4 separate regions of the Mus musculus genome follow, and regions 1, 2 and 3 are each linked to region 4. Evidence: chromatin contacts called from public HiChIP or PLAC-seq and promoter capture Hi-C data. All regions are on one chromosome and are shown on one strand. Each heading gives the region's core, a stretch centred on a gene start, on an enhancer-like site or on the middle of the called end of the contact. The rest is flanking DNA. Distances are from core to core; before and after follow the strand shown.

Evidence for each region. Promoter capture Hi-C pulls out the DNA fragments that hold promoters and counts their contacts. HiChIP or PLAC-seq counts read pairs in DNA pulled down with a chosen protein or histone mark.
Region 1: a contact with region 4 is called in a promoter capture Hi-C map of liver, with 2.7 times the contacts expected there. The contact joins the promoter of Dmc1 here to the promoter of Eif3l in region 4. A contact is called at or near these places in 5 of 39 promoter capture datasets (embryonic stem cells, hippocampal neurons, liver and 1 more) and 1 of 115 datasets of contacts at active chromatin or transcription factors (bone marrow-derived macrophages).
Region 2: a contact with region 4 is called in a promoter capture Hi-C map of liver, with 6 times the contacts expected there. The contact joins the promoter of Tomm22 here to the promoter of Eif3l in region 4. A contact is called at or near these places in 14 of 39 promoter capture datasets (the 3T3-L1 cell line, 3T3-L1-derived adipocytes, the C10 cell line and 9 more), 2 of 484 Hi-C or Micro-C datasets (B cells and CD8 T cells), 6 of 115 datasets of contacts at active chromatin or transcription factors (the SCID.adh cell line, bone marrow-derived macrophages, extraembryonic endoderm stem cells and 3 more) and 2 of 9 other capture datasets (adipose tissue and macrophages).
Region 3: a contact with region 4 is called in an HNF4G HiChIP or PLAC-seq map of pancreatic cancer cells. The contact joins the promoter of Gtpbp1 here to the promoter of Eif3l in region 4. A contact is called at or near these places in 9 of 39 promoter capture datasets (the 3T3-L1 cell line, 3T3-L1-derived adipocytes, the C10 cell line and 5 more), 2 of 484 Hi-C or Micro-C datasets (B cells and embryonic stem cells), 6 of 115 datasets of contacts at active chromatin or transcription factors (the SCID.adh cell line, bone marrow-derived macrophages, extraembryonic endoderm stem cells and 3 more) and 1 of 9 other capture datasets (pancreatic islet).

What each region holds. Positions count from the first base shown.
Region 1 is chr15:79,602,668-79,610,296 of GRCm38.p6, reverse strand. Dmc1 (DNA meiotic recombinase 1) reads left to right here and starts at 5,188. Exons shown (of 14, transcript NM_010059.3): 1 at 5,188-5,335. Fam227a (family with sequence similarity 227, member A) reads left to right here. Exons shown (of 18, transcript NM_029407.1): 18 at 1-721.
Region 2 is chr15:79,669,522-79,677,192 of GRCm38.p6, reverse strand. Tomm22 (translocase of outer mitochondrial membrane 22) reads right to left here and starts at 6,325. Exons shown (of 4, transcript NM_172609.3): 1 at 6,185-6,325; 2 at 5,902-6,020; 3 at 5,179-5,296; 4 at 4,331-4,976. The coding sequence starts at 6,301. The coding sequence ends at 4,902. Josd1 (Josephin domain containing 1) reads left to right here. Exons shown (of 4, transcript NM_028792.3): 3 at 1-96; 4 at 1,014-2,943. The coding sequence ends at 1,113.
Region 3 is chr15:79,689,099-79,696,803 of GRCm38.p6, reverse strand. Gtpbp1 (GTP binding protein 1) reads right to left here and starts at 5,908. Exons shown (of 12, transcript NM_013818.2): 1 at 5,706-5,908; 2 at 2,537-2,648. The coding sequence starts at 5,897.
Region 4 is chr15:79,071,887-79,078,791 of GRCm38.p6, reverse strand. It overlaps Eif3l (eukaryotic translation initiation factor 3, subunit L), which reads right to left and starts at 3,569. Exons shown (of 13, transcript NM_145139.2): 1 at 3,500-3,569; 2 at 2,973-3,021; 3 at 1,751-1,961; 4 at 639-718. The coding sequence starts at 3,532.

The DNA.
Region 1 (7,629 bases), core at 3,939-6,438, 530 kb before region 4:
ATGACTCTTTACACAAAACAGAGAAATGCATACACAAAATCTAACAGGAACCAGGCAGTGTTTACAACTGGGTTAAAAATCAGTGTTTATAGTTGGGATAAAAATCAGTGTTTACAACTGGGAAAAAATCAGCCCTATCTAAGGTCAGCTTATTCTTAGAAGCTAAGGGCAAGAGCTTTATGCTCTTGCCATAGTTCCAATTCTAGTCTATTGTATAATCCACTTTTTCCCTAGGCCATTGTAAATTCCTATATATGGGAGTGACTCAACTGTTATTCTAAGTATTTACTCTAGTTCCTTCTTAGACCACAACCCACTTTCTTCTTAGGCCACTGTAAACTCATGTATATGGGAGTGGCTTAGTTGTTATTTTAAGAATCTGTAGGGAACCTCCATTTAACAGAGGAGCCTACCAACTTTCTTTTAATATGTAATGTAGTCTGCCATACCTGACTAATGAGAATTCCAAGTTAATTTTGTAGAACTTGTCCTGAGATTTCTACTCTAATCCAGTAAACTACAATGCCTGCTTTCTCTTACTATCTCTCTATCAACACTGGAGGCTTTTCGTGTGAATGAGTAGCATTCTCATGAAATTCAAAGCTCAAGGTTGGCTCAATGATTGCCTAGGCTGTTGGAACACTGGTGGAGGCCAATCTAACTTTGCTATTTGTCAAATCATTCCTTGGAGGCACTTATTTAATAAAACAATACTGAAAGCAAGCACTCTAAATCCTACACCGACTATCGCAAGGACCTATCTGGGCCACATCTGTATGTTATGCTAAAGATGCTCCAGGAGACCAGTTTCTGTGAAACTTTGTGCTTCAGGACTGCAGCCAAGCTTTTGGACTTGTCATGCAAACTCCACTGGAGTGGGTGTGGCAGGGACTGAACTCACATCCTTGTGCACACCTATGATCCCAGCACTTGGGAGGCAGAGAAAGGAGGATCTCTGAGTTCAAGGTCAGCCTCAGTTACAGAGTGAGTTCCAGGACAGCCAGGGCTACACAGAGAAACCCTGCCTCAAAAAACAAAAATAAAAAGGGAAAGGTTAACACAGAGGGACACGGTTCTCTCTGTGTTTTTGGAAGTTCCAACTTCATCCTGTGAGAGGTCACACAACAGAACATGAGAAAAACATTTTTCTTTCATATGTTTGGACCACATTTGGCCACAGATTTCCACTTTCCAAATATACAATATTGTGGACATGGTACTGTAGACCTTTGATACAAGAATTCAGGAAGTAGAGGCCGGTAGATCTTTGTGATTTCCAGGAGAGCCAAGTCTACATAGTGAGACTCTGTCTCAAAAAGAAAGCAAGAAAGCAAGCAAGCAAACAAGCAAGCAAGCAAGCAAGCAAGCAAGCAAGCAAGAAAGAAAGAAAGAAAGAAAGAAAGAAAGAAAGAAAGAAAGAAAGAAGAAAGAAAGGGGAAAGAAAAAAGAGGAAGAAAAGAAAAACATAAAACACACTAGTGGAAGCAAATTATTAATTAAGGGGGTATACAGCCTGTGTGTGTGTGTGTATGTTTGTGCATGTGTATGTATGTCTAGACTGAATCTAAGAACAGAATGTTATCTAGAACAGTAATTCTCAACCTGTGTGTCAAGGCCCCTTTGGCAACAATTTATCTCCAAACATATTTACATTACAATTCATAACAGCAAAATTACAATTATGCAGTAGCAACAACATTTTCTGGCTGGGGGCACCACAGCCTGAGGCACTGGGCTAAAATGGGCACAGCATTAGGAAGGCTGAGAGCCACTGTTGCAGAGCATCTCAGCACCGGCTCACCAGTGCCTGCAGTAAGAGAACGGTTTTGGACAGCTTTTTTGTGTATGAGCACCCGGCCTCAGGGAAGACACGTTTCTAAATCTCTCGCCAAAGTGAATCACTGTTTGGTTTCTAAAAACTGCTTTATAGTCCTAAGTTCAAGATGAAACTATTTGTGGAAAATTATGCAAAGGGAGAGGCAGACTCAAGAGTTATGTCCCACAGCAGCGTTGCGACTGTCTGTGTTCTCTCACCTCAGCCCTCAATAGCACTGGTGCCTTGTCCTTGAATCTCTACCATGGCAGATCTAGTGCAGGAGTTGGCACACAGTTGGGAATCAATGCCCACTTTCTAAATGCAATCAATGTCTTAAGGAAAGATCTGTCTGGCAAATGATCTGGGTGGGGTTGCATGTGTGATGAAACTTTCTTAATTCTCTATCAAAGTAGTTCTCAAATTTGTGCCCTTGAAATTCCAAGGATATACATTCACAGACAGCTGGTGTGATAATTCCCCAGATCCCCAGTGGGACCAGGAGCCTAGATTTCGCTATAAGGTGGTTGTCCACAGAGGGGCAGTACAGTGCAGTGGTTTAAAACTCAGGTCCTTTGAACCCCAATGACTGTTTTACTAAGTCTTTAGAATATATGACTCCTCTCCCCAGTATATGAAAATTGGGTCATTCCTGAAGTCCCTCCGCAAAAAATAAGCCATATTATCTGGCAGTAACTAACACAAAAGTGGCTTACTATGTTTTCAATGTCTTAAATAGGAAAATAGCACTTGCCATGCAGAACTTCTTTTTCTATCTATCTATCTATCTATCTATCTATCTATCTATCTATCTATCTATCTATCTATCTATGTTTTTTGAGACAGGGGTTCTCTGTGTAGCCCTGGCTGTCCTGGAACTCACTCTGTAGACCAGGTGGCCTTGAACTCAGATATCTTCCTACCTCTTTCTGCCTCTCAAGTGCTGGGATTGATGTTTTTCTTTTTTAAATATAGTCTTATCAGGAGCTTGGAGAGGAGGCTCTTGTCCATGGTTGAGAGCACCTCCTCACTACCTGTAATTCTAGCTCTGGGGGATCTGATGCTCTCTTCTGGCCTGAAAGTTGCCAACACACGTGGTACACATGTATACATGCAGGCAAACGCACATACACATAATCTTATCAGTCTTCTATGGCTTTTGAATTTTGTGCTATGCTCTACGCTTGCAGGAGACCTAGATTCGATCCTTGGCCCCCACACAGTGGCTCACAGCCATCTGTCACTCTAGTTCTAGTGGATCTGACACCCTCTTCTGACCTTCACTGGCACCAGACACTCACATGATGTACGTACATGCAGGCAAAACATTCATACATAAGAAGTAAAACACAATAGATTAAAAGACATTCTTTTTTTTTTAATTTCTTTTTCTTTTTTAAAGATTTGTTTATTGTATGTATGTGAGTACACTGTCCTGTCATTGTCTTCAGACACACCAGAAGAGGGCATCAAATCCCATGACAGATGGTTGTGAGCCACCATGTGGTTGCAGGGAATTGAACTCAGGACGTTTAGGAAGAGTAGTTAGTGCTCTTAACCACTGAGTCAATTCTCCAGCCCCCTTAAGAATGTCTTGGGATCTGGATGCCCTCTTCTGGTATGTCTGAAGACAGCGACAGTGTACTCACATACATAAAATAAATAAATCTTAAAAAGAAAACATTCTTAAGTAAAAATAGATGGCCACATGTTTTCTTCTCAGGCTTTTCTTATGTTCGGTTTGATCCATCTAGAAGTTATTTTGGCGTAAGGTGTGAAGTTGGCTTCCAGTTTTATTTCCCTGCAGATGGCTACCCAGTCGCTCCAACACCATTCACTCATTTCCTTCGTCAACTTGAAACTGCCACTTCACAATACTCAGAATTGTTACAGAATTTTTTTTTCCTGATTGGACGAGAAGTTGCATTTTTTTTTCACTCCCTGTTTGTGGCTGTTTTTAAACGTTTAAAAAGTTGCACGGAACCATCGGTATGCTATCCTAACAAGCCTTTCTCTTCACTTCATGAATTTGTCATTACCGAGCTCATTTCAGTTTCTTCCTTTGAGTGTACTGCACACAACCTTCAAATATTATGAGCATTTCTTGCTCCCAGCTGTCACTACAGCAAACGACATATGTTAGATTTCCCTAAATCGTCTTGCTGCGCTCTTTGGTAGCTCTCCGGTATACTGTTGATGTCTTCTAGCGAGTTGCTCAAAAGTTACTGTATTTTCGGTGGATTCAGAAGGAGAGCCTGCCATCGCTATTGGGTTTCTTTTTTGGTTTTTCGAGACAGTGTTTCTGTGTAGCCCTGGCTGTCCTGGAACTCACTTTGTAGACCAGGCTGGCCTCAAACTCAGAAATCTGCCTGCCTCTGCCTCCCGAGTGCGCCACCACACTCGCCTTGGGTTCCTTTTCAAGTGAACAATTTCCATTCGAGAAGACGGGCAATGATTCTGTAAAGTAAGCATTTTGAAAAGCTATAGCCTTTTAAAAAACTATCCACGGGAGATAGGTCTGTCCTTCAAAATGTCAACTGTTTTGGAATTTATTCCATTTAAAAGGTTCAAAAAGAATATAGAGGTCGCCCGTATTGGTGGGTCATCTAAGACACTTAAAGCAACCTCTGCAGGTGGTCTTTCAAGTTTTTCATGACTCTGAACTGTCAGTTTCCATCTAAGGGGAAAAGGAAACAGTTTAGAGAGAGGCCTTGCTGGCATCATGGCTGGCCCGGGGTTTCTATAAACAGAACTAAAACCTCGTGTGTTTCTGTAGACCATTTAGAACCACGTTAGGGAGAAAAAAAAAATTACTCTCCATCCCAGAAGAGAGGACCGCAAATGCAGAGTCAGGAGAGAAGGGGGGATGGGAAGGCTGGGTTACCCAGCTAGGTATGAAAACCTTGGAGTGAAAGCGGCCCCAGGCAGGAGGAAAGGGACCCCCATGTTCGACCTCCTCACAGTCCAAGGTCGTCATCTCCTGTCCTTGTCAGCGGCCAAGGCTCTCCCCGTGACTCAGCAACTCCCTTCGCCCAAGGGATGCCCAGACTCTCTTCTCATACCCAAACCTCTCTCCTCAGAGTCCATGTTCCACCACTGCCCTCGCTAACCTCGGAGACCCGAAGACCCCCCACTCCCGCATCCTCCCAGCAGCCCTCACTAGGGCCCCTGCCCCACCCTCCGCTCTCCTTTGTGCTACATTTACCGATGACCCGCAGGGAGCCTTTCCTTGCCTGCTCAGGTTCTCTAGCTAACCTCGAGCCCCACCCCCACAACCTGAGCCCCGCCCACACACACTGGGCCCCGCCTACAGCCCGAGCCCCGCCTACAGCCCCAGGCCCCGCCCATCAAGGGGGCTTGCTCCCGCGGCCCTCATTTGGCGCCAAGCCCGGAGCTGTTCGACGACAGGGCGGGCTGCCGGCCTCCGCGTTCTGGGTCGGCGTTAGAATTCTGGACCGGACGGGAAAGCCGGAGCGGGTGTCGCCTTGAAAATTCTCGGGGAGGCTGTGGGTTCGAGTCGGGGTGAGTGGCGGAAAGAGGAAGCGCGGGAAAAATCTGAGGAAAACTCGACGCGTTGAGAAAGCTTTCCTCTCCGCGCCCTTTCTGTGGTAATTTTTTGGTCGCTTATTGGACTTGGCTTGGTGTCTGTCACCTTCCGCCCAGGCTCTGAGGCGTGGAGGGATTCCGAGACATGGCCAAACCTCCTGTAAATCAAGTCTGACCCAAGCCTTAAGGCCCCCTTCTTGCATTATGAGGGAACTAGGTCGGGCCTGGAAAATGGAGGCCTGGGGTGGGGGGCGACAGAGCCTCGCGCCAGGGCTCACGGGCCCCTGACCGCCTTCTCGTTGCCCCGCTGCTCGCCGCCAGGCCTCTGAGACCGAGACTGGGCACCAGCTTCTGATCCCAGGGTCGTGGTGGAAGTGATGCCAGCAGAGGCAGGCAGGGCCAGTAGATCTGACAGCCAAAGGAGAGGCGATTAGGCGATCGATCTGCGTTGTTCCTCAGGAAGAAGAGTCTGGTATTTAGAGAAATCATGCTAATAGTTAAGAGATGGGCAAGGTGATGCATGTCTGTAGTTCCAGAACTGGGGAGGTGGAGGCAGGAGAATCAAAGAGTTCCAAGCTATGTAGAAGTTAAACACACACACAGACAGAGAAGGTAGAGGCAGGAAATTACTTGCAAACTCGAAGTCAGTCTGTTCTACTTAAGGAGTTTCAGGACAGTCAAGGCTACAGGCAAAACCTTCACTCAAGACTGAAAAAACAAACAAACCCCAGTATTCCAAAAGAGCCTACTAAATACTGTCCTCTTTTTGTACCCAACTATTCGCCACCTTACTAGTTTGTTTCCTTTGTGCTGGCACCCCACACTTGACTTTGACATTAAATGAGGAAACTTGAGGTCAGCCAGGGCTACACAGAGAAACACTGTCTCAAAAAAAAAAAAAAAAGTGTCTGGAGAGATGGCTCAGTGGTTAAGAGCACTGGAAAAGTCCTGAGTTCAATTCCCAGCACCCACATGGTGGCTCATAACCATCTGTAATGGGATCGGATGCCCTCTTCTGGTCTGCCTGAAGACAGCAACAGTGTACTCACATATATAAAAATAAGTAAATCTTTAAAAAAAAAACAAACTAACAGAAACAAAAAGGGGAAACAAACAAAATAAACTAGGGACAATATTATTCAGACTACATTTTATTGTAATGTACACCATCATGTCTATAGCTTCCGAGGATTTTTTTTAAAACTAAGTTATTGAATATTGTTCTGGCTAATTTTTTTTTCAATTTACAGAAGTTATTTATTCACTTTACATGCAGATCTCAGCTTCCCTTCCTCCCTCCCTCTCCTCTCAGTCCCTCCCTCTCACCTCCCCTCCCTCTTCCCCCATCTACCCCTTCTCTTGGAAAAAGGGGAGGCCTCCCATGGACAGGAACCAACCCTAGTATATCAAGCAACAAGACCAAGAGTATCTTCCACTGAGACTACACAAAGCATCCCAGTTAGGTGGGAGAGATCCAAAGGTAGGCAGTACAGTCAGAGATAGACCTGCTCCTGCTTTAGGACGCCCACATGAAGGTCCAGCAACACAACTGCTACATACGGGCAGAGGGCCTAGGTCTGTGCCATTCATGCTCTCTGGCTGGCAGTCCTGTCTCCCTAAGCCCTCATGGGCCCAGGTTAGTTGACTTGAGGTTTTCTTGTGGTGTCCTTGACCCTTCTGGCTCCCTTAATCACTTCTTCCCCTCATCTACAGGAGTCCCCAAGCTCTACTCAGTGTTTGGCTGTGGGTCTCTGCATCAGCTTCTAACAATTGCTGGATGAAGCACCTCTGTGACATTTATGCTAGGCTCCTGTCCGCAAGTATAGCAGAATATCATCAATAGTCTCAGGGCTGGGTGTCCTGGCTAGTTTTCTGTCAACTTGACACCACCAGCTAGAGTCATCTGAAGGGACAGAACCTCATTGAGAAAATGTACCGACAAGATCCAGCCGTAGGGCATTTGATTAATTAGTGATTGATGGAAGCAGGCCTGCTGTGGGCAGGACCACGTGGGCAGAGGATCCTGAGTTATATAAGAAAGCAGGCTGAGCAAGCCATGGAGAACAAGCAAGCAAGCAGCATTCTTCCACAGCCTGTGCTTCAGATCCTAACTCCAGGCTCCTGCCTTGAGTTCCTACCTTGGCTTCCCTCAGTGATAGACTGTGATTAGAGTATGTAAACCAAATAAACCCTCTCCTCCTCCCCAAGTTGCTCTTGGTCAATGTTTTGCACAGCATAGAAAGCAAATCAGAGCTGGGTGGTGGGGGCAC
Region 2 (7,671 bases), core at 5,076-7,575, 600 kb before region 4:
GCACTGGATCTGTGTTCGTGAGGTGGGAGGGGCCTACTACAACCTTGACTCCAAACTCAAGATGCCAGAGTGGATTGGAGGCGAGAGTGAGCTCAGGTAACTGCGAGGCTGGGCTGCTGGGCTTTTAGTTTGGCATGCTGGGGAAGTTGGGCTCGTCTGATTATTTGACAGGAAATGAAATTCCCGTGTTCTGGGATCCTCTCCCTGTCCCCTTGGAATCATAGGGTTTTGGACTTAATTAGGACTCCATCCCTTTGATGAACAGGTTTCACGTTCTTTGATTCTAGCTTTCTGGTTTGGTGGGACTGACAATGTCACCTCTCCACTTAGACAACTGCCAGTTAGGAGTTGACATCGTTCCAGGCATGGTTAAGTTTCCATGTGTCTGGTTTGTATTTGTCAAGACAGGGTCTCTCTGTATTCCTGGCTATCCTAGAACTTCCCTATGTAGACTAGACTGTTCTCAAACTCAGAGATTGGGCTTCTGCCTGCCTTTGACTCCACACCCTGCCCTATGACTGAAGTTTTTCCTTTTATTACTGTATGTGTTCAGGTGCCTGTGTGCTCCTGGGCATGTGTGGAGGTCAGAGGACAGTTCCCAGGGCTGGTCCTCCCCTTCACTGTGGGTTCCTAGGATCTCAGTCAGATTGTGAGGCCTGCTTGGCAAGTGCTGTACACCCAAGTTTGCTGCTGCTTTGTTTGTGTGAAGCTTAGTAACCACTAGAATGTGCAGTGTTCTTGTCCTTATGCCGGCAGCCACTAGTGACAAGAACATATGAGAATGTGCAGGAACTGAGACAGATTCTAGCAGGAATGGAAGGGTAACCAGTCACCCTTTGAGTTTTAAGATCGTCATGGGTGTAGCTTGGTGGTGGTGGGAGACACCCATAATCTACTTGAGAGGAAGAGACCGGTGGACCTCTGATGGGGAGGATTCTGGTGAGTGGGTGGTCCCGGGACTGCAATCTGCAACTCACTGGCATCTCATTTCTTGCCTATTCCCTTTTCCACAGGAAATTTCTAAAATACCATTTGCGAGGTAAAAACTGTGAACTCCTACTGGTTGTACCGGAAGAAGTGGAAGCCCATCAGAGCTGGAGGGCCGACGTGTGACAGTTGTTTGACCCTCTTTGTCTCAACCCTCCAGACCTCTTTGATGTGCTGTGGCCTCTACAGTCCACTTCCCCAAACATCTCATTGGGTTTTCCCTTCAGATTTGCCAGTGCAATAGGACAGATGTGTGGACTGTCACAGAGCCACCCAGCAGTCTGTGCCTGGGGGAAGAAGGTAGGAGCTCTGAACACTTAGGGCAAGCCATTGAACCCTTTGCTATTTCAGAGAGGGAGCCAAGAAGGGCGTCCTTTGAGGGGGCTGGGTTATTTCTCCCTTTCCATAAGGTCTTGATACAGGCTCTGCTGGTAGTGTCACTGATGCTTCAGGCTTACGGAAAGGCCGCCCCTTTTCTCTCCTGTGGCACCATGGGGTCTGAGGACACAGTACATGCAGAGCCAAGAAACTGTCAAGACTCCAGCAGTCACACTGCATGTCACCTGCAGTCCATTAGGCCTCTTCTTGGTCCCTTTAAACCCCAGCCAGCCTTGGGGTTTTATAAGAGGCTCTGCTATTCCAAAATAGGTGAATTGCACATCATTCTAGCAAGACAGTGGTGAAAGATATGCCTAATACCACGTGGGTAAAGCCAGAGTAGGGTAGTCACTGGTGGCTCTTCACTCTAATCGTGTCCCTATCATTTCACTACATTGACTGGGGAGGCTTTGGGACAAGACAATGAACAGGGAGAGTACTCATAGTTGGCCCATTTTTAGCAAAATCAAACACATCTACACTGACCTAAAATTCCATAGTTTGGGACAGAGTTGGGCGAGGAACTGCCATGAAGGTAAGCTTCAGGGTTTGAGCCCGGTAGGCACGTCCTGAGCTCCAGAGCTGTGGCAGCAATCTCAGGTTGGCTGTATGCATCAAGCTAGAGCCTCTGAGTTTGGCGTCTGTGTAGTTTCTTTGACAAACAGGGTTGGCTTGCCCCACTTCAACTAGTTCTAGATCATTTTTTTCTTGTAATTTTGGAAAATGAGGGGAAATAATTACCATACCCCCATACCAATGTGTTTGTGGTGGCCTTCAAGGCAGGTGACCTGGCCAGCCCTTACCGATCCATGGTCTCTGCAGGTCTGAGAGCTGCCCCACTGGCCTGCTTCTTCTCCCTTGGCAGCAGAGCTACCTGGGGCTTGCATGTTAATCCTGAGCAAGCTTGTTGGGGTGAAGGGGGGCTGTCTCCCCACTGTGACTGGAGTGCATGTTTACACCAGCACTTTTTCTGCACATGTATCTTCAATCCAACAAGGCCGTTTTTTATTCAAGTGGCAGAGGCCTCGAGTGGCTACTGCACTGCGCTCAGCCATGGTCATCTGCACCATTTTCTACACCAGATCTGCTTGGCACCATGGGGAACTCTGCCCCTGCACAATGACATTCCAATCACTACCAGCCAGAAGTTACAGCCGACCTTGCTGATTGTCACAAGCAGGACCTTGGGTCCATTGGCACTGTCGGTGATAGTAAGCCATTTCTTGGGAAGAGGAGACTCTTCCCTACAGATCTGCTTGGGCCTGTGCAAATGGCACTGCAAACGAGCCACACACACGTGGAGTCCATGAGCTAGTGGGATGTACAAAGACGCTTAAGCATTTCAGGGCTGGTTCTGTTCATATCCAATTCTGGTGCTTAGGAACAGGGACCCATGTTAATGCCCCAGGGCAAAGCCCCACTCCTGTGAAGGAAGGGGCAGCCTGACCCTGACGCCCAGCAAGGGGCAGCCCTAGGCTTTGTTTTTCTTGCTTTATTCCCTTTTCTGTTGGCCTTGTGCTGGGTTTGTTTACAAAGATGTATTTTGTTTAACCAAATATTAAAAATGAAAAGCTGAACACAAGTCTACTTGTCTGATTATGTAAAAACCTTTGGCAGGATTTTGTCATAGAAGGGATGTCACCACTCTGAGACACAGTAATCAGATTTCCTAGCTGAAAAACCAAGAGAAAGTACTCACTTTGTGAGATTAGTTCAGAGGTGCCCCGACCACACTGCTGTGCTTGCAGTGGGGAGGCTGTGTCAGGAGGATCCGTCTGGATTACAGTGGAGGAAAGGCTGGGTACACTGGAGCTACAGGCCTGGAGAGCATATGACGTCAGCAGGCTTTGTGCAGATTCCTTAACCCATAGGAATACCACAACCTCCTAAATCACGTGAAGAGCTTAGAAAACCTGCACAATAAATCAAAGCCAAGCTAGATGTGGTTCTACAGCACTGCCCCAATTCTCAGGAGGTGGTTTTTCAGGTAGGAGATTGGATTGAGGTTTCTCAGAGGCAGGCAATTCTGAGTTTCAAGTCAGTATGGTCAACATAGACCCCATTTCTAGAGAAAAACAAAAGGCCAGTATTGAGTAGAAAGACTGCAGGGCTCAAAAAGAAGAGCTACAGTTGGATCTATTATCAGAGACTCTGCTGTTACTTAAAATAAATAAGCCGGACAGTGACAACGCATGCCTTTAATCCCAGCACCTGGGAGGGAGAGGCAGGCAGATTTCTGAGTTCAAGGCCAGCCTGGTCTACAGAGAGTTCCAGGGCTATACAGAGAAACCCTGCCTTGAAAAACCAAAAATAATAATATGTCTTTACCAGGTGTGCATGCCCATGATCCCTCAGCACTCAGGAGGACCAAGTTGAAAGCTAACCTGGGCTCTGGAGAGATTCTACCCACCAATAAAAACAAGAATATGATAACAAGCTCTATTTGCAAACCTCCTCTTTCTCAAGACTATAAGGCAAACATACAGAAAACAGGTTATAAATACAGTATAGTCTGCATATCCAGAGTCTGGCCTGCACTTTCTGTGGAGGGAGTCTTGAATTTGAGGCAATAATCACTACTATGTTCAATAATAAATGTTCTCTTTCCTTTTTGGAAACTTCACTAAACAGGAATTGGTGACTCCTGCCCTTAATCCTAGCACCTGGAAAGCAGAGGTAGGCAGGTCTGAGTTCTCAGCCAGCTCTAGTCTACAAATTAAGTTCCAGGATAGCCAAGGCTACACAAAGAAACAGTCTTGAAAAAAAAAAAAAAATAAAACAAACAAAAAACATACCACACACACAAGGAAAAGAAGAGAAAGCTTTTTGAGGTCAGACTGGTCTATGAAATGAGGTTGAAACAGATGCTGGCTGAAGCCAGAGGAAATTTGGCAGGCAGTGTTCCTGGCTTTCTAAAACAACCTAGGTGTGAAATACTACCACAAACACAGCAATAACACTTTCAGTTCGAGTTCTTTTAATATTTAAATACAAAAAGTGAGCGCTGACTTCTTTTTTATACATAAGCAGGTCTAAGAGCCAAACTCTGCAGAGGAAATGAGTGCCTGCTCTGCCCAGTCCCCCTCTGGCTAAAGCTACAGCCAGCCTCCCTTCTCTCTGGGATTCCTGGTGACTTCTGTACTCAGGTATAATGAATTTTGTCAGTGCCACGGTGCTTACATGTCCTAGACATTTCCATTAAAAAAAAGTCCTTATGGTCAGGGGTACTTACTTCTTTCCCACAATGGGCATGTAAGAACTTCCTTAGGAGCAGTTTATTAGAGAGTAGGCTAACCTTCCACATGGCTGTACTCCAGCATTGGAGTGAGAACAGGAAGAAGTAAGTGAGGGACTTCATTATGTAGGGCACAGGTGTACCTGGGGTCTCTCCATGAGAAACAGAGAAAGTTCCCACTATGTTCAAATAGATCCATGTGCCAAGGTTAAAAAAAAGAATAAAAAGTTCCAACAATCAGCAGTTCAAACACAAATGAATTTCAAAGTTCTCCCACAAGGACAAATACCGAAGGAAGAATCTACATCTTTCCAGGAAGTGGAGGTAGAGCCCCTGGCATTCCTCCTGACAGCCCTGTGTTAGGCCCTAAAAGTATCTGGAAAAGAAAAAAAAAAAAAAAAAGACTGTTAAGATACTGCATAGTTCCAGTCGTCGGTCCCTTCTGTCACACATGAGGGGCAGGCAAATTCTACACTGCCAAGTACCTGAAAGTACAGGGACCTGCTCCCACTTGGGGTTAAGTGCCAATCTCCTGGGGCTCTGCGGTTGGCCCACCGCCAAGAAGAACATGTGCTCACCTGCCGTTGCTGCAGTTGCTGCTGTTGCTCCATCTGCAACTTTTCTGTCTCAAAGACAACGGGAAGAACCAGGATCATGAAGGAAGTGGTCCCAATCCACAAAGCTGCCCTGGAAAATCTGCAGAGGGAAAGAGTGGATGAGGCGTCATGAAAAGGAAAGCCGGCACTCCGGCTAGGACCGAACCTGGAACAGGACGTGCAGTACCGCCCTCGATCTTCTAAAAGCGTACCCTACCAATTCCTTGCCCCCAGAGTCCTGGCAGAGGCAAGAGGAGCAGTAATTACCTAGCGATACAGTGCATTCTTATAAGCCTCGTATATACGTAACCTTAGTCTCATAACGACCCCGCCAGGTTAAGAACTCCCTTCTGGGGCTGGTGAGATGGCTCAGTGGGTTAGAGCACCCGACTGCTCTTCCGAAGGTGCAGAGTTCAAATCCCAGCAACCACATGGTGGCTCACAACCATCCGTAACAAGATCTGACCCCCTCTTCTGGAGTGTCTGAAGACAGCTACAATGTACTTACATATAATAAATAAATAAATAAATCTTTAAAAAAAAAAAAAGAACTCCCTTCTGCAGAAGACCAACCACACTCGGGGTATGACAATGAATCCAAGGTCACTCAAACTCTGCTCTGCGACTCCCGAGGCCCGCTGTCCTTTGACAGCACCCGTCACCCGTCCATGCCCGCTCCCGGTGGCTCTCCGTCGGCCCTTTTACCTGTACATCTTCTGAGCCACGAAGAGCGAGAGGTCAAAGGTGGCTCCGGCGGCTGACCGGACCCTCTCGGGAAACATCTCCGTCAGACCCCAGAGTCTCTCCGACAGGGTCTCGTCTAGCTGTGGTGGAGGAGGCGTGGGTCGTCGGTGAAGCGGCAGCAGCACCGCAACCGCCGAGCCCCGGGCCTGGCCCTTCCGTGCCGCGCGGAGAAGCCGCCCTCTCGGCTCGCGGCGTCCACGCCCCAACCGCCCGCCCTCGCCCCGCTCCCCGCCAGCCCTAGCACCTCGTCGTCGTCGTCTTCTTCCAGCTCCTCCTCGGCTTTCTCTGCCTCGGCTTTCGGGAGTAATTCCTCGGGGGACAGAGGCTCCCCAGCGCCGGCTGCAGCGACGGCGGCGGCCATGGCTGTAGGACACCGGAAGCGGAAGAGAGCAGGCGAAGCGGCCCACCCCTGGACAGAGCGTCTTCCGGAAGCGAGCCGGGCTGGCTAGAGAGAAAGCGTTGGCGTCTCCTCCAGCTCGCCCCCTTGGTGTCGCCAGCCTCTTAATTTCAACTGACTGTAAGAGTATGTTCAGGGAGAGATGCGGGTGCTTCTCAGCTATTCTGTGCCGTTGGGTCTGGGCTTGGCTCCGAAACTGCATATTTTAGAGAGATCTGGTTTTTGTTTATTTAATTTTTTTTTTTTTTTTTTTTTGGTTTTTCGAGACAGGGTTTCTCTGTGTAGCCCTGGCTGTCCTGGAACTCACTCTGTAGACCAGGCTGGCCTTGAACTCAGAAATCCGACTGCCTCTGCCTCCCGAGTGCTGGGATTAAAGGCCTGCGCCACCACGCCCGGCTTAATTTTTGAGACCAGGTTTCTCTGTATAGCCCTGGGCTGTCCTGGAACTCTCTGTAGACTCAGAGATCCACTTGCTACTGCCTCCCGAGTACGGGGATTAAAGGCGTGCACCACCACAAGTGAGCAATATGTGTACTTATGGAGGTCAGAGGACACTTGCAGTTGATCCTCTCTGTAACAGGGCCCCAGACCTTAGCACAACTGACTCCGTGTTTTTTGTTGTGTGTGTGTATGTGCGAGTGTGTGCTTAAAAGCTCACTCTGAGAAAGGCTTGCTAGGCTATACTGAGATCCTAAACACTGGCTAATAAAGATTTTCTATGGCTTAAAGCCCATGTCTACTCGGTCTTCTCTGGTGAATATTCACAACACTTTTCTTCCACCACGTGGGGCCTGGGGATCAAATTCACACTCAGCAGCAAGCATTTTTTTGGGTTTTTTTTTCAAGACAGGGTTTCTCTGTGTAGCCCTGGCTGTCCTTTGTAGACCAGACTGGCCTCAAACTCAGAAATCTGCCTGCCGCTGCCTCCCGAGTGCTAGGATTAAAGGCGTGGGCCACCACACCCTGCAGCAGCAAGCATCTTTAAACCACTTATTCATTTCATTCCCCCCCACCCCTGGGCCCACACACACATTAAAAGCACGGTTTCATGTAGCCCAGGCTAGCCTTGAACTCATTTTGTGGATGACCTTGAGTTTCTGATCCTCCTGCCTCCACCTCGAACTAAGGCCACAGGTGTGTCACCACACAGGAATCAAAACCAGGCCTTTATTCTACCAACTGAGCCACAAACATGATCTATTATTATTACTTTTTTTTTTTTTAAGTTCCAGGCTTGGCTGTCCTGGAACTCTCTATGAAAACATTCAACGCACAGAAATTCACCTGCCTCTCCCTCCAAAGTGCTGGGATTAAACTCATGCAACATCGTGCTC
Region 3 (7,705 bases), core at 4,659-7,158, 620 kb before region 4:
GATCCCCAGGAGCTGGAGTTATGGGTGGCTGTGAGCTTCCAAGTGTGCATGGGAACTGAACTTTGAGACCTCTGGAAGAGCAGTGCATACTCCCCAGCTCATTACCTGCATTTTAAGGCAAGGAAAACAGTCAACAGGCAAGCCCAGACCTCCCAGGCTGCAGACCCTAAACCACCGGACCATTACTGACTTGCTTCCTAAAACATTAACCTTAAATGAAGAGCATACAGGCATAGCACAGTCCCCTGGATGGTGTGCATGGTTTTAATATGCTTATCTGGGAAAGATTTCTCCCAGTAAAGTCTCCTTTACTCCAGGGCTACAGTGGAAGGCCCTAGTGGAGGGGTACAACACCTTCACAGGGAAGAAGCTGGAGACGAAGCTGACCTCTGGGGGCCTTGTAATTGACTCAGTCCTGTTTGATGCTCAACTTGTTTAACCAGTTGAGATCTCTCTCTGCCTCCAAAGAATCCAGCAGAAGGAGTTACCAAGATGATGTGTGGCTAATGCTGGGGTGTGCTGCGATGGTCCAGGGAGGATCTGACATCTTCCTTCTGAAGGAGGGTTAATTAGGTATGAGTTGGTGGCAATGGTAAAATTCAGACTGCACTAAAGGATGGGAGAAAAACTCTGCATGGCATGGCAAGGCCAAAGTCAAAGCGTCAAGAATTCACGGCCAGCCCCTTATTTATTTATTTATTTATTTATTTATTTATTTATTTATTTATTTAAAGATTTGTTTATTATATGTAAGTACACTGTAGCTGTCTTGGGATTTGAACTCTAGACGTTCGGAAGAGCAGTCAGGTGCTCTTACCCACTGAGCCATCTCACCAGCCCCCAGGCCAGCCCCTCTTAAACAAACACTTAAACAAATACTGAACAGTCTGGGTCTTTACAGACTCGCCCCACCACTTGTCACAACTGACCTTTATGTGGCTTCCTACAACGCAGGAAGTGACCTATGAGTGGTCTATCTTCTTAGAGCAGGCCAGAGATGCACCTGTCAAGCTTACAGGAGCAATCAATGATTTCTTATCACCAAGTACACAAGCCTTTTCTAAACCAGTGGCACATGGCAATGCTGACTGGCTCCCTCCCTGCCTTGGCAGACGACCCCTTAGCCTATCTCTTGAACCATGCCTTCTTTTAAGTGTAGGGTTGGCAGGAGGGGGAGGAGAAAGGAGATAAGGCAGCAGTCATGGTGGGATTCAGGAACCAAGTCTATGTCCCTGGTTGTCATCTTTGCTCCTTGGGGTTGAGAACCACCAGCTTTATTTTTTTTTATTTGTTTGGTTTTTCATTGCTAGGGATAGAGCGCAGGGCCTTGAACACACTAGGTGAGCCTCTTACTGCTAACCTACAAGCCCAGGGAAACAAATTTTAAGCGCCCCAAAGAACTTGGAAAGCATCAAGATTTGGAAGATCCCTAACACCATAGGTCAAAGAGTTGAAGAACAATTTTTTTTTTCTGCCACTGCAGAAGACTCAGCCAGGCCTAAGAAGCACTGCCTCTGAGCTACTCCTCCGGTCTGCTTTATATTTTTATTTTTAGACAGAATGGTTTGGAATTGGCCATCCTCCTGCCTCAGCCTCCTGAGTGGCAGGATCACAGGCGTGCATTCCCAAGCCTGGCAAAAGGCCTGTAAGAGCTCCTTAACTCAGACTCAGTCTGCCAACCAACTAGTTTCTGCCTTCTGCAAGTCTGCTAAGCAAAGAAAATGGCCCTAATGATGCACACAGGCCCGGCCTGGGCTTCTTGCAAGCGATCCTCAACCACTTCAGTTTTCATTTCAGCAAAGATAATGTTGTAATAAAGATGAAGGTAGTAAGTAGGTTACAGCATTGAGGGTATAAAACTATGAGTGACCGGACGGTGGGATAGGGGCTGGACAAAACCATAGTCTCATCTGGGACATGGGGTCCGCCTTTCTCTAAAACTGTCAGCTCCATTAGAATGAACAAGTAGGTTTAAGGACAACAATCAGAATGGTCATAAGTCTCCAAGCCTCACGAGATCTAGGGGCCAGGAGGGACCTCTGTTATCACAGCTATCCAGACTGAGGGAAGTGTGCGGCCTGGACCACAACAGCTCAACAGAAGGGGGGAATCCTGAGTGTCTTCCCCTTGCTGGTTTCAAGAACCACAGAGATCCCCAACCAAGAAGGAAAGAGAAAGCAGAAAGAACCATAGACAGGGCTGGAGAGGAAGCAGGATTAATTCGAGAGCTAGCCAGGACCTCCTCCCTTACCTTAGACAAGAGGTTTCCTTGCTTAACACTTCAATTCCCTGCATGCCAATGAGGAAACCTGAGGTGGAGAGGAAGCATTTCTAGGGCCCCCTGGGCAGGTGGACCCCCAAATTTGTCCTTACTGCTAACACAGGAACTGATATTCAGTTGCTGGTCCCACCCTCCAGACAGACCTGCAGGTACTACAGTGTGGCCACACAAGAGACACATGAGAGGAAAGGGTGGTGGTGGGGAAATGGGCGCCTAAAAAATTGTTTCAAACCAAGAAAGGAAAACTATGCTCACCTGATCCCTGCCCAATGACATATATGGTCTCTCCGCATCCCTCGTCCATCCTCTCCCACATCTGCCGAAGTAGGCTGTCATACTGCTCTGATGTAGGGCTCACTAGAACCAGCTAGAAGAGAAACCAACAGCCTTAGAACCACACTCACTAGAAAGGGCCACAGCTAAAGCTGGTCAACAGCCTGACCAAAGACCCTGACCATACCCCAGGGCACCCGACTGGGACACAGCTGCGCAGCCCCTTACACACTCACACACTCGCCGTCCCTCCTGAAACAGCCTTGTACGACCCAGACGATATACTGAAACGAGTCTGTGTCTGTGCCACAACCCGTAGGAGGAAAGGCGTACACAGCCCACTTCCTGTAGCTTCACAAGAGGACTGGGAGGGAGAAGACAGTCTGGCACTGTGAGGAAGCTGTCCTGCACTTCTGCGTGGTCTTCTGCCTGCAGTGTGCATCAGGGGGTTCAAGGGCAGATTGTTCACTGACAGCCATGCCCTCCACCCACAGCCCAATGCTCTCGTAATAACAGAAGAATTCTGGTCTACCTTGTCTGTCTCGCTTACTACAGTGAAAACTGCCTGCAGAAGGCTATCTCTGTCAACCAAACCCTACAGCCACCAAGGTTAGTGTTAATAGAACCACAGCTGGGCAAATCCTATCGATAACAAAGTATCAACCACTTACTTGGGAGGCCCGTTACCATGAGGCAAGTGGATTTCCTTCTCTAGCCACGACTATGTGACCTCGAACAAAGAACTTAACCTCCCTGAATCTCAATCTTCTCATCTAGAGAGTAAAATATAAAGCATCTGGGCTAGCTCAAGTCTGTAATACCAGCGCTGGAATACCTGAGGCAAGAAAACTGCTATGAGTCTGAAGCTAGCCTGGGCTATAGAATTAGAGCCCATCTTCAAAACAAAAGCATCCAGGCCAGGCTCAACTAACATGCATTCCAGTTATCTTCAACAAGTCATTTCTTCAAGAACTTTGCATGAGTCTCATACCATTCATCAGTAACTGTGTTTCTTGCTGGAAGCTCTCAGAGCCTTAGCTCCTCTCATTTAGCTATATATAGTGAGGGTATACATACCTAATGTCTACTCTTTTCAAGACTTAAATCTATTCAGTTCACCCTTCTCTCCTCCACACTGTCAGTTTTTGTTTTCAACACATACACACACACTCAATTTCAAAGGATTTCTCCAGCTCCTTGATGAAGTAACAGTTCCTTACTCCAGGCAATTAACTAAAATGGTCAAAGAGGTCCCACCCTCTTCACAGCTCTGTCCCAATTTCCCACTGAGCTTTCAGGTTTCTTCAGCTCCCTGACCATGCACTGACATCTAGTCAGTACATTTCCAACAGGCCATTTGACTCATCAGAGTTTAGAATTGTAACCCAGATGCTGCCAGTGTTACATTGTCTCTAGCATTTTGCTTGGATGGAGGTCTCCCTGAGCTTGGCCACCCTTATGATGGTATTAGAGGCACTAGACAGGACCATCATGACAAAAGATGCTAGTTGGCTTCCAAGGGCCCAGCAGAGATTAGAAGGAGAAAGAACAGTTGGGAATTGCTTACTTAGGTTGGGGGCAAAGGTTCTTTCCAGTTTAGAGCCAAGTTTTATGTAGCATTGCCATCATGAGATGTCACATTTTCAAAGCACCATAAAATCTCCCATCCAAGTAGTAATCAGACCCGAGCCTGCTTAGCTTCCGAGATCAGACGAGATCAGGCTCGTTCAGCATAGTATGACCACAGACATCAAAGCTCCATAAAATCTCTATTGTAATTATCCTACAAAGCGCAGGGGGTGGGGCTGCTCTATCTTCCACCAGCTGCTTTTTAATCCTCACAGGGAATCATCATCTATCTAGTGCAAACATTTAGTGAGTCTCTGATATGCATCTGGGACTATAATGGGTCTTAACATTCTCTTCTAATTTTTTTATTTTTTTTAATTTGCGAGACAGGGCTTCTCTGTGTAGCCCTGGCTGTCCTGGAACTCACTCTGTAGACCAGGCTGGCCTCGAACTCAGAAATCCACCTGCCTCTGCCTCCCAAGTGCTGGGATTAAAGGCACGCACCACCACTGCCCAGCTCTCTTCTAATTTTTGCAACACATCTGCATTTTCTTGATGAGATGCTGGAGAAGTGAGAGGTTAAGAAAGTTTCCTAAGGTCACAGACCCTTTTAATGGCAACAGTTGGAAGGGAAGCCCAGTCCCTCCCTTGGCATCAGTTTCTTTAGTGATGTTTGACACTTTCTAAACACCAGTAACATCTTATAGTTACTTTCTTATTTTCCACAATGCCAAGTAAGTGGTGAGATCTTCATTTCTGCCTACCTTCTCAACACCGCAGAAGATGCTACTTAAAGATGCCCTTCCATATTGCATGAATACAAGAGGTGGCTCCACTCGTAAGTGGCAAGGCTGAGGGTCATGCCTATTTTTTTTTTTAATTATAACAAGGCAGGGTGTGGGAAGGCGACGAGTGCCACGGTGTACGAATCAGTTCTCTCCTTCACTAGGTGAGTCCTGGGGATCGAACTGAGGTTGTCAAACTTAGGAGGCAAGCCCCTTTACCTGCTGAGCCATCTTGTCGGTCCCATCTTTTTATTTTATTTGGGTGGACACGGAAAGAGGACGCTCCTCGGACATCATTCTCGCCGACTGAGCAACTACTTTCTGTTTACTTTCCAGAGACCAGGAAGAGAAACGGCTGCCACCCCTTAGACTGGCTACCTGTCTTCGTGAGTATCCCGCCCCCTGCCCAAGCCACCTTGACACTTGGTCCTCCGGGATGCTCCTAGAAGAGGAAGACCCTGCGTCTCAGGGACCCCCCTCCTGGGGAGGGCGGGCTGATCCACACGGGGACAGGGACACAGGGCGCGCGGCCCGAGTCGGGAACCCCGTTCCACGTGGCGGAGCCAAGTGGCAGCGATCGAGGCGGGAGCGGGAAGCGCGGGAGGCCGGGTGGACGCTGCCCGGTGCGGAGAGTGGGCCCGGGCCCGGCAGGTTCGGGAGAGCGGCAGGTGGGCGGGCTGCATCCCTTCAGCGCTCCCGTGAGCCGTGCCACTGGACAGCCGGCTGCCCGCCGTCGCCTCGGAGACCGTCCGGCCCCTCCGCGTACCCCTGGCCCCGCCGCCGCCTCCCGGGCCTACCTTGCTGGTGAGGTCCAGCTCCGGCTCGCCGTTGAGCGCCTCGCCGTCCTCGCTGCAGTCAGAATCGAAGCCGCCATGGAGTCGGGCCGCGGCCGCGGCGGCCCGAGCCGCCCCCGGAGAGCTAGGCTCGGGGGCGAACATCGAGGCCGGCACCGGCGAGTCGACCGGGGAGCGACTCCGCTCCGCCGCCATCTTTAAGAACTTAAGCTAATTCGCAGCCGGCCGCCCGCCCTCCCTCCCTGGCTCATTTAACTAATTTATGCTCGGCCCCGCCCCTTCTTGTTAGAATAATTTATGCGCGGCTTCCCCGCCTCCCGAGACTGTCACGTATCTCTAGCGGAGACACAGAAGACCCAGTCTCTCATTTACCAATCGTCGCAGCTCTCTCAAATACTTTAATGAATAATTAATGAGACCAAAACCCTAACAACAAACGTCGTAGTGGTCGGGAGCCTTGGTCCCACCTCTAGTGGGGCCAACACAGCGTGCACGCTACCTGCCTGGATCCTTCCCGCCAACGGGAGCGAAGCAGAGGTTTGACTGACTTGACAACAATCCAATGAAAAGAGGCATCCATTCTTTACTCCCCACCTCACTTTCCAGAGGCGGGGCCAGCCTCCAAATCATACTGCAAAACAGTCCCGCCTGGAGCCTCTCAAAATGATGGACAAGGGCGGGACCCAATCTTGTCCTCCCTAAGTCCCGCGCGTCTGGCCGCCGCATACCCAGATAGTAAACTGTGAAATGAGCCTGGCACTCCGAATGATTGAAGGCAGTTGCTGCAACACTGTGTCCGGCGTGCTGGCATGCGCAAGGCAATTTTTATAGTAGAATCGATGCTATGTATTCCAGGAGTGGTAATATTACAGCCGCCAGACCAAGACAATTAATTAAATGCTGACCTCAGGGAGTTCCATTCATGACTCCTCGGAGAGCAACTGAGTGAACAGAAAGATGTTGACAGCCCAAACTCTAGCGTAAATCCCCTCACGTTTTTGGTGAACAGCTGAGCCACAGGTCTAGGATCTGTCAAGGTAGTTTCTTGTGGCTTATTTTTCAGTTGCCACTTGTGGAAAGTCCCAGTCCAAAAAAAAAAAAAAAAACCCGCCGTTCGTGTACCTGAAATTCCCGTTTCAAATGTCTGAAAAATTTAGACTATTAGGTGAGTTCTGTTTTTTACCAAGATCTAATTATGCTGGCTGGACCTGGCCACTCCTCCTGGTAATAGATTAAAAAAAAGAGCAGCCGCCTGAGGAAGTACGAGAAATTTAGGGATTGGACCACAGGATGTATATAGTAAGTAAGGAAAAGGGTACAATATAGCCGTCACCTAATTCGGGGAGAGTCTTGTCCTCATTTTTAACGTACTACCAAGTCTGTGAGCAGATGCTGCTGGAAACCTGACCTTAATGGTTTTTTACTGAGATTTGTTTTTATTTTGTATGAATGGTGTGTGTGTGTGTGTGTGTGTGTGTGTGTGTGTGTGTATGTCTGTGTGCCACCTTTGTGCAGGGCCTGTAGAGTCTAAATGGGGCACCGGAACCCTTTTGGACTAGAGTCGCAGACGATTGTTAGCCTCCATTAGGGTACTGGGAATCCAACCCAGGTCTTCTGAAACTCTGAGCTATATCTCCAGACCCAGAGATTCGGACTCCTAAAGTGAGAGGCAGTCTTGTGGACCGTAACCCTATATCTGTGGATTCTGACAGTATCCCCAAGTATTAAGAATTCAACTGGAGGTTGCTCACTGCTTGGCTGGGGGTGATCAGAGGTGACAGTTGTATTAATTCTATTGCTTCGATTGCTATTTAGCATTGTATGGCCAGAAAAAGTTCAGTTTCAGAATACATTGCTATCTGGCTGGGGGGAAAGACTGTCCTTCTCACTATAGGACTTTGCCTAGAAAGGATATATATTCTGAATACTTGCTTTTCGAATTGAATGTTTTGGAGAATAAATATAAAAAGTAACAGTTGAGAGGTAATTCCTAATCATCTTTA
Region 4 (6,905 bases), core at 2,320-4,819:
TCTGTGAAGTTCAGGCCAGCCTGGTCTACAGAGATAGCGCTAGGGCTAGTCAGGGCTAGTCTAGAAAAACAAAGCAAACAAAAAAACTGAAAAAGCAAACCGGTGCATGGCAAACACAGACCACAGCTCAACGGGAGCCTGTCTTGCATGCCTAAGGTCCTGGTCACACCACACGCCAAAGAGAAGCCACATCTGCAGACCTCATCCACACAGACCATGAAAGTGAGCGGTGAGAGGCAAAGAAGCTGAAGGCAAAGGGACTCAAGGATCAGCCCACCCGCATGGAAGACAAGACTCCAGATCTGGGGAAGCTCACATTACACAGCTCTCTCTCACTGGGTAATTCCCCAAGCTCCGGGGAAACAAAATGCTAAGTGAAACACAGGCAAGCCAGGCGAGGTGGCACAGGCCTTTATCTTTACCTCTCAGGAGACAGAGGCAGGAGGATATCTGAATTTGAGGCCAGCCTGGACTATAGAGCAAGTTCCAGGACAGCCGCCAGGTACAGAGAAGCCTAGTCTTGGGAAAAAAAAAACAAAAAAAAAACCAAAGAAAACCTCGCAAGCCCTCTTGACCTCTCTGATGAGTCCAGTCCTGACATCTGTTATCCAGCACGCGAGACACAGTGTTACACCTACCATTGCCAACTTGGGGTGCAATTGCTTCTGCCTCAGGCCACGGTGTATTCTTGAAGAACCTTTCAGTTAGCTTGGTCCAGCTGAAAGCCAAATGTAAACAATTCACAACTGCAGAACAAGAAGGACTCAAGACCCAACCCTCGATCCAGAGACATGGGAGACAGCACAGAGACAGAAACAGAGCCTAAGGCTTCCATAAGCCTTGCCTCAACCCAGCTCTCCTCTCCTGACCCTCAGCAATGTGGGAGCAGAGGTCGGTCAACTCCTGTTCACTGATCCAATAGGCGGCTGGTTATTTGCACACACACATCCATCCTTGCTTGAAATATCTCCTATCCCATCCCTAGCTGGCCTGTCTATAGCTAGCATTCATTGCCTTCAGGGCATCCCTCAATACTACTCCGGAGCTTGGTTCACACTGGTATGTATTGGATGGTTACATAGTTCAAAATTAGACTCCGGTGTCAAGAGTACACAGGTTCAGAACTCGGCATACGCACAGTGCTAGCTATGCAATTCAGTTCTATTACAACAGGAGAAAAGAAGAAAAAAAAAAAATCACACAACTCCCATCATGGGATTACTGTTAAGAGCAAAGCAATAAACACACATGCCAACCCTGCTTCATCCACATGGTAACATGTACAAATTGGTACTTCTGTCATTATTAGTAATGATGTTATTTTAGATCTTGTTTGTTTCTGGGATACAAAGTCCAGTTAATTAACATGGCTCCAAGGCCAGTGGTTTGCAACCTGTGGGTTACAACTTCCTTGACAAGCTTTTACCTCCAGAAAATATTTACATTATAATTCACAACAATGACAAAATGACAGTTATGAAGTAGCAACAAAAAAATGGTTTTATGATTAGGGGGGCATCACAACATGAGGAACTGTATGAAGAAGTGCCAGCATTAGGAAGGATAAACCAGCGCTCTGGCCCAAAGGAGTCATAAAGACATAGTGAAACCATCTCCAAAACACACACACACACACACACACACACAGCACACACGCACATGTTTGCACACACAGGGAGGAGCTGCATCATCTTGCAGGCCCCCGTCGCCAGGCCAGCTCCACTCAGAAAGACAATGTTACAATCCACACCTGTTCTCGTAAATGTCCTGGATCTCGTACACCTTCTGGTCAATGACATCACTCGAGACGCGGCTGGCCTGAAGCTCGTACACCTTCTGGTCAATCAAATCGGAGACAGTCTTGTGGAAGTACTGGATGAAGTTTTTGATCACTTCCGGTATCACCTGATATGTCTGCTGCTCATACTGCCGCTCATAGGCAAGGTCCTGCTTCGGATCTCCTAGGAGAGAGACACGACAGAGTGCTCCCAGGCTCCTGATGACACGTCGGGGCAGGACCACCCCAAGGGGCCGGGGATAGAGTTCAGTCTCAGTCCCAGACTGCTTGCCCAGCATGGGCAAGGGTCTAAGGTCAGCCGTCATCCTCAATCCCAGCCCACTGTCCTTGTCCCTCAGGACATACCATTAAAGTTACTTCTCAGCTGGGTAGGTGGGTGCACACTGCTAATCCCAACCCTCAGACAGCTGAATCTGTGAGGCTAGCATGCTCTATATAGTGAGTTCCGGGATAGCCAGAGCTACATAACGAGACCCCCATCTTTAAAAAACAGGAAAGGAAACTCACTTTCTAACCAAATGATGCATAGTACGCTATTTTCTTTCACCTTTAAAGACACATTAACATGCTTACTTTGTAAAACTACTCTACTGTAAGGGCCAATAAAATACATGCTGTGAGCATCGCAAGCCACTTGGTACTTACTTAATCTCAAAGTGACTAGAACATTTCGGTAAACTTCAAAAGCCTCCCCAAAGTATTTCACTTAGACTTGGTTTGAATCAAGGAAGATTTTCACACCAAGATTTCCTTCTTTGGGGCTGGAGTGTGTGGTTTAATCTCATCTCCGGCACCCAAACAACAAAGCCACAAAGCTTTTTGACCTTGGCCAGACAGCTCAGGGAGGAGGGCTGTGGGTGTGGTTCAGAGACCGTCCACAAGCATGGGGCTCTGGGTTCCACCCCAGTATAACAAATAAAATCTGCCCCAAGTAAGAAAAACCTAGCCGGGTCAGTGATGGTCCTCTTCTGACGTGGGCAGGTAGACCACAAAAAAGGCCTGGTTTAATTAGACTCTTCACAACCCTACCAATCAGACCTAATGGCCGACTCCACCACTCCATTAGGACGCAGTTTTTAACAGGTCCCTGTTGGGAGTCAACGCTGAGATGGTCAAAGAAAAAAGTGCCAATCCTTGGAAGGCAAGAGACAGCCGGGCAAACTGAGAGCCTCACCTGTGTGCATATCATAGTCGCCCGGGTAGGCGTAGGGATCATAAGCAGCCTGCAAGGAAAGAGACAAAGTTAGGGAGACACGCCAAATGGGGACTCCAAAAATGCTCGTCCTCGGGCCTCCATGTCAAGCAGGAGGCAAAACATACTACTCAGATAAGACTGACAGTCGCTACCTCGGAGGGCTTCACATGTGTGAGAGAAAAGGGACCCCGGGCAAGCACAAAACACGCTTACAGGTGCAACAAGACAAGAAAAACACAGTAATAGCCCCGTCTGAAGCAGACGCCATGAGAGCCAAGAACTCAGCATTAAACACCCTTCAGCCCGCCTCCGACTGACTGCGACTACACGCGGGGACATACGGCCGGCAGAGGAGGGACCCGGGGAGGAGACCCGGGGCCGGGAGGGCCGGAATGATCGAGGTCCGCTTGTTCCGGCCCGATCTGGACGCCGCCTCACCTCGGGGACAGATCCCACCGAACCGGGTGCCCACCGCGGACCCCGCCACGCGCTCACCGCTTCATTACCTCAGACTCGTAGTCATCAGCGGGGTAAGACATGGCTACGGCGCTCCAGAAGCCCGTGGGAGAGAGCGGAAGAAGAACTCCGCGCCTGCTTGGCCGGACCGGAAGTCCCGCCCAGCCCAACCTGCCCGAAAGCCTTTCCGGGGTCGCCGGGGAAGCGAAGTAGCTCTGATTGGAAGGACGGAGTTCCTAAACTATCAGAGTTCCTTCCTCCCTGCAAAACGGGCTTTTCAAAGGACATTATTGTGGAGTATGGTGTGCACGCAGAAGTAGGGGCGGGCAAGCGATAAAGGGGAAGAATGCCTAGACCCTGTTGACTCACATCTGCCATCTCAAGGATGGCGGAGGCAGGAGACTGCAACAAATTCGAGGATAACCAAAGTTAGTTATTTCCAGGCCAATCTGATTATAAAGCGGGGTCTCCAAAACAACAACAACAAAAATAAAGAGAAATCAGAAGAAAACGGTACAGAGACGATGACAAGTGACCTGCTAAGATGTAGCGTTCCTGACCTTAGATTTAGGTGTAAACGGTTTTGCCTGCAGCGAGAAATTTCTCCCCCACACCACCACCACCAAAAAAAAAAAAAAAAAAAAAAAAAAAATCAACCTGAGAACACTCAGGATGACCAAACTGGTGAAGGCCCTTGACACCAAGCCTAACGACCTGAGTTCGATGTGGGAGACCCACATGGTGGAAGGCGAGAACCAATCCCTGAACAGCTGATTTGCCTTACCTTTTGGGCACCTGCATCCTTGTCTCCGGGTCACAACAATCTCTGCTTATTACAGCCAGGTACACAACTCTGGGCTTCGGCACTCATGCTTACCTCTGACCAGACTTTAGTACAAATGACCCCGGTATCACTGCCTGGCTCTCTGTTGAAGACAGGAGTTTGCTGGACGAGTGTTGCTAATCAACGCCCTCTACTCAAAGCGTCCTATTTAGAACTGCCATTCTCCCCCCTGGCTCCTTAAGCCCTAGACTCCTTAAAGTCGTTCCTTTTGTTTGCCTGTCTGGTTGCTTTGGTTTATTTAAGCAAGAAAGAATTAGGGTTTAATAAAGACCTTACTTTTAAGATTATTTATTCCTCTGTATGAGTGAATTATGCACACAGGGCATCAATCCTCTGGAGTTACAGCTGATTTTTCAAAAATCAGCCAGCTGTACCCCTGGCTGTCCTGGAACTCAGTCTGTAGACCAGACTGCCCTTGAACTCAAGAGATCCACCTGCCTCTGCCCCCTGCTTACTGGGATTAAAGGCTTGCATAGCTACCTCCCTGCTCATTTGGTTTTAGACAGGATCTTTCTATTATGTAATTCTGGGTGTCCTAGGGTCTATTATGTAGACCAGGATGACCTCAAACTCAGAGATCCACCTGCCTCTGCCTCCTGAGTGTTGGGATCAGAGGTGTGTACTACCACACCCATACCCCTCACCCCACACCCACACCCCAAGATGTTTTGCCATAGGTTAAGCACTAGCATTAGGGGATAGATGTACTCAGAACAATGTAAGATGCACCTGAGAACAGAGCAATGAGTGTCTCAAACTAGTCATAGAAAGTACATGGGTGGGCTGGTGAGATGGCTCAGTGGGTAAGAGCACCCGACTGCTCTTCCGAAGGTCAGGAGTTCAAATCCCAGCAACCACATGGTGGCTCACAACCATCCGTAACGAGATCTGACTCCCTCTTCTGGAGTGTCTGAGGACAGCTACAGTGTACTTACATATAATAAATAAATAAATAAATAAATCTTTAAAAAAAAAAAAAAAAAAAAAAAAAGAAAGTACATGGGTAAGTAAATATGGATAAGAACATAAATGTGGTTCTTCAAGGGAGGGTTAACTTTGCCACATTTCCTTGTCTCCTCTAGAGTATGACCTGAGGTGACTATGGTCATGAGACTAATGAGGTTTTCTTTTTTTTTTTTTTTTAGATTTATTTATTTATTTTTATGTATATGAGTACACTGTAGTTGTCTCCAGACACACCAGAAGAGGGCATCAGATCCCATTACAGATGGTTGTGAGCCATCCTGTGGCTGCTGGCCTTTGAACTCAGGACCTCTGGAGGAGCAGTCAGTACTCTTAGCCACTGAGCTATCTCTCCAGCCTGAGACTAATGACTAACTTTAGAGCCCCGGGACCATTTCTGAGTGCCCCGAGGGGATGAGGTAAGGTGCTCAGATAGTTTCATGTTTTATAAAACTTGCACAATAATACGTTTGCTACACGTGTTCAAGGAAGCGTTTTCCACTTGGCTTCCCTTTATGCTGTAGTTCCCCTGTGTCTAGTAGCATCTGGAATGCTGCAGAAGGAAAGCCACCTGGGAATGTCTGCATGCAGTGGACTTTCAGTAGGGATTTCAGTTATTGCTGGCATTCCACATACAGGACATGGCAGTAGCCACGTTTAGCAGTGAGTGCTCACAATGTGAATAGATTTGAAGGTAAATTGGGCTATTAGAAAATTAAACTTAGCCTGATTTCTCACCGTGCTTCTAAATGCCAGGAATTTCATACAGTTTCTCAAATATTGACAATGTTTCTCAAAATGTTTAATGACATTTTAAAAAAAAAGAGATGTGAAATTGGAAGAAAAAATGTTTTAAAAAATGTAAGCCAAGGGGGCTGGAGAGATGGCTCAGTAGTTAAGAACACTGACTGCTCTTCCAGTGGTCCTGAGTTCAATTCCCAGCAACCACATGGTGGCTCACAACCACCAGTAATGGAATCGAAGTTTAATACTGAAAAAAAAATTTTTCGATCTAAAGTAGATTCTAGAGGAAGCAATTATATGACCATTTTCAGTTGAAACAAATGTTAAAGTTGGGCCTAAGGTTTCAAGCCTGTAATCCCAGCTACTCAAGTGGCAAGTTCAAGGCCTGACTGGGATATAAACACTTTAAGGTTAGTCTGGTCAAACCTAGTGAAACCTTGTCTTCAAAAGTAAAAAAAAAAAAAAATCTGGGAAAACAGCCCAGGCCTGGAGCACTTTCCTAGCATGTGGGAGATGCTATGGGGGGAAGGGGAGAGAGAAAGGACACAACGTTGATCCAGATCCAGGAACTACAGCATATTCAGTCATCAACCAGGAAAGGAAAGCATGCGTTTCAGAACATCGAGATGTACATTTGCTCCCTGGGTTTTGAGAACTTTGTGTTGCTTTGATTTGATTTGGGACAGGTTCTTATTCTGCAGGCCTGGCTGGCCTGGTTTTTGGCTGTATAGCCTTGTCTGGCTCAAACTTGTGATACTCCCCCTGCCTCAGCTTCTCTAGTGCTAGGATTACAGGTATGGACTTATGGACCAACACACCCAGCTTTAAAGTTTTGTTTTGTTCTGTCTTGTTCTTTGAGATGAGGTTTCACTGGCTCCCAGCTTTCAGTGGTCAGAGCTTCACAA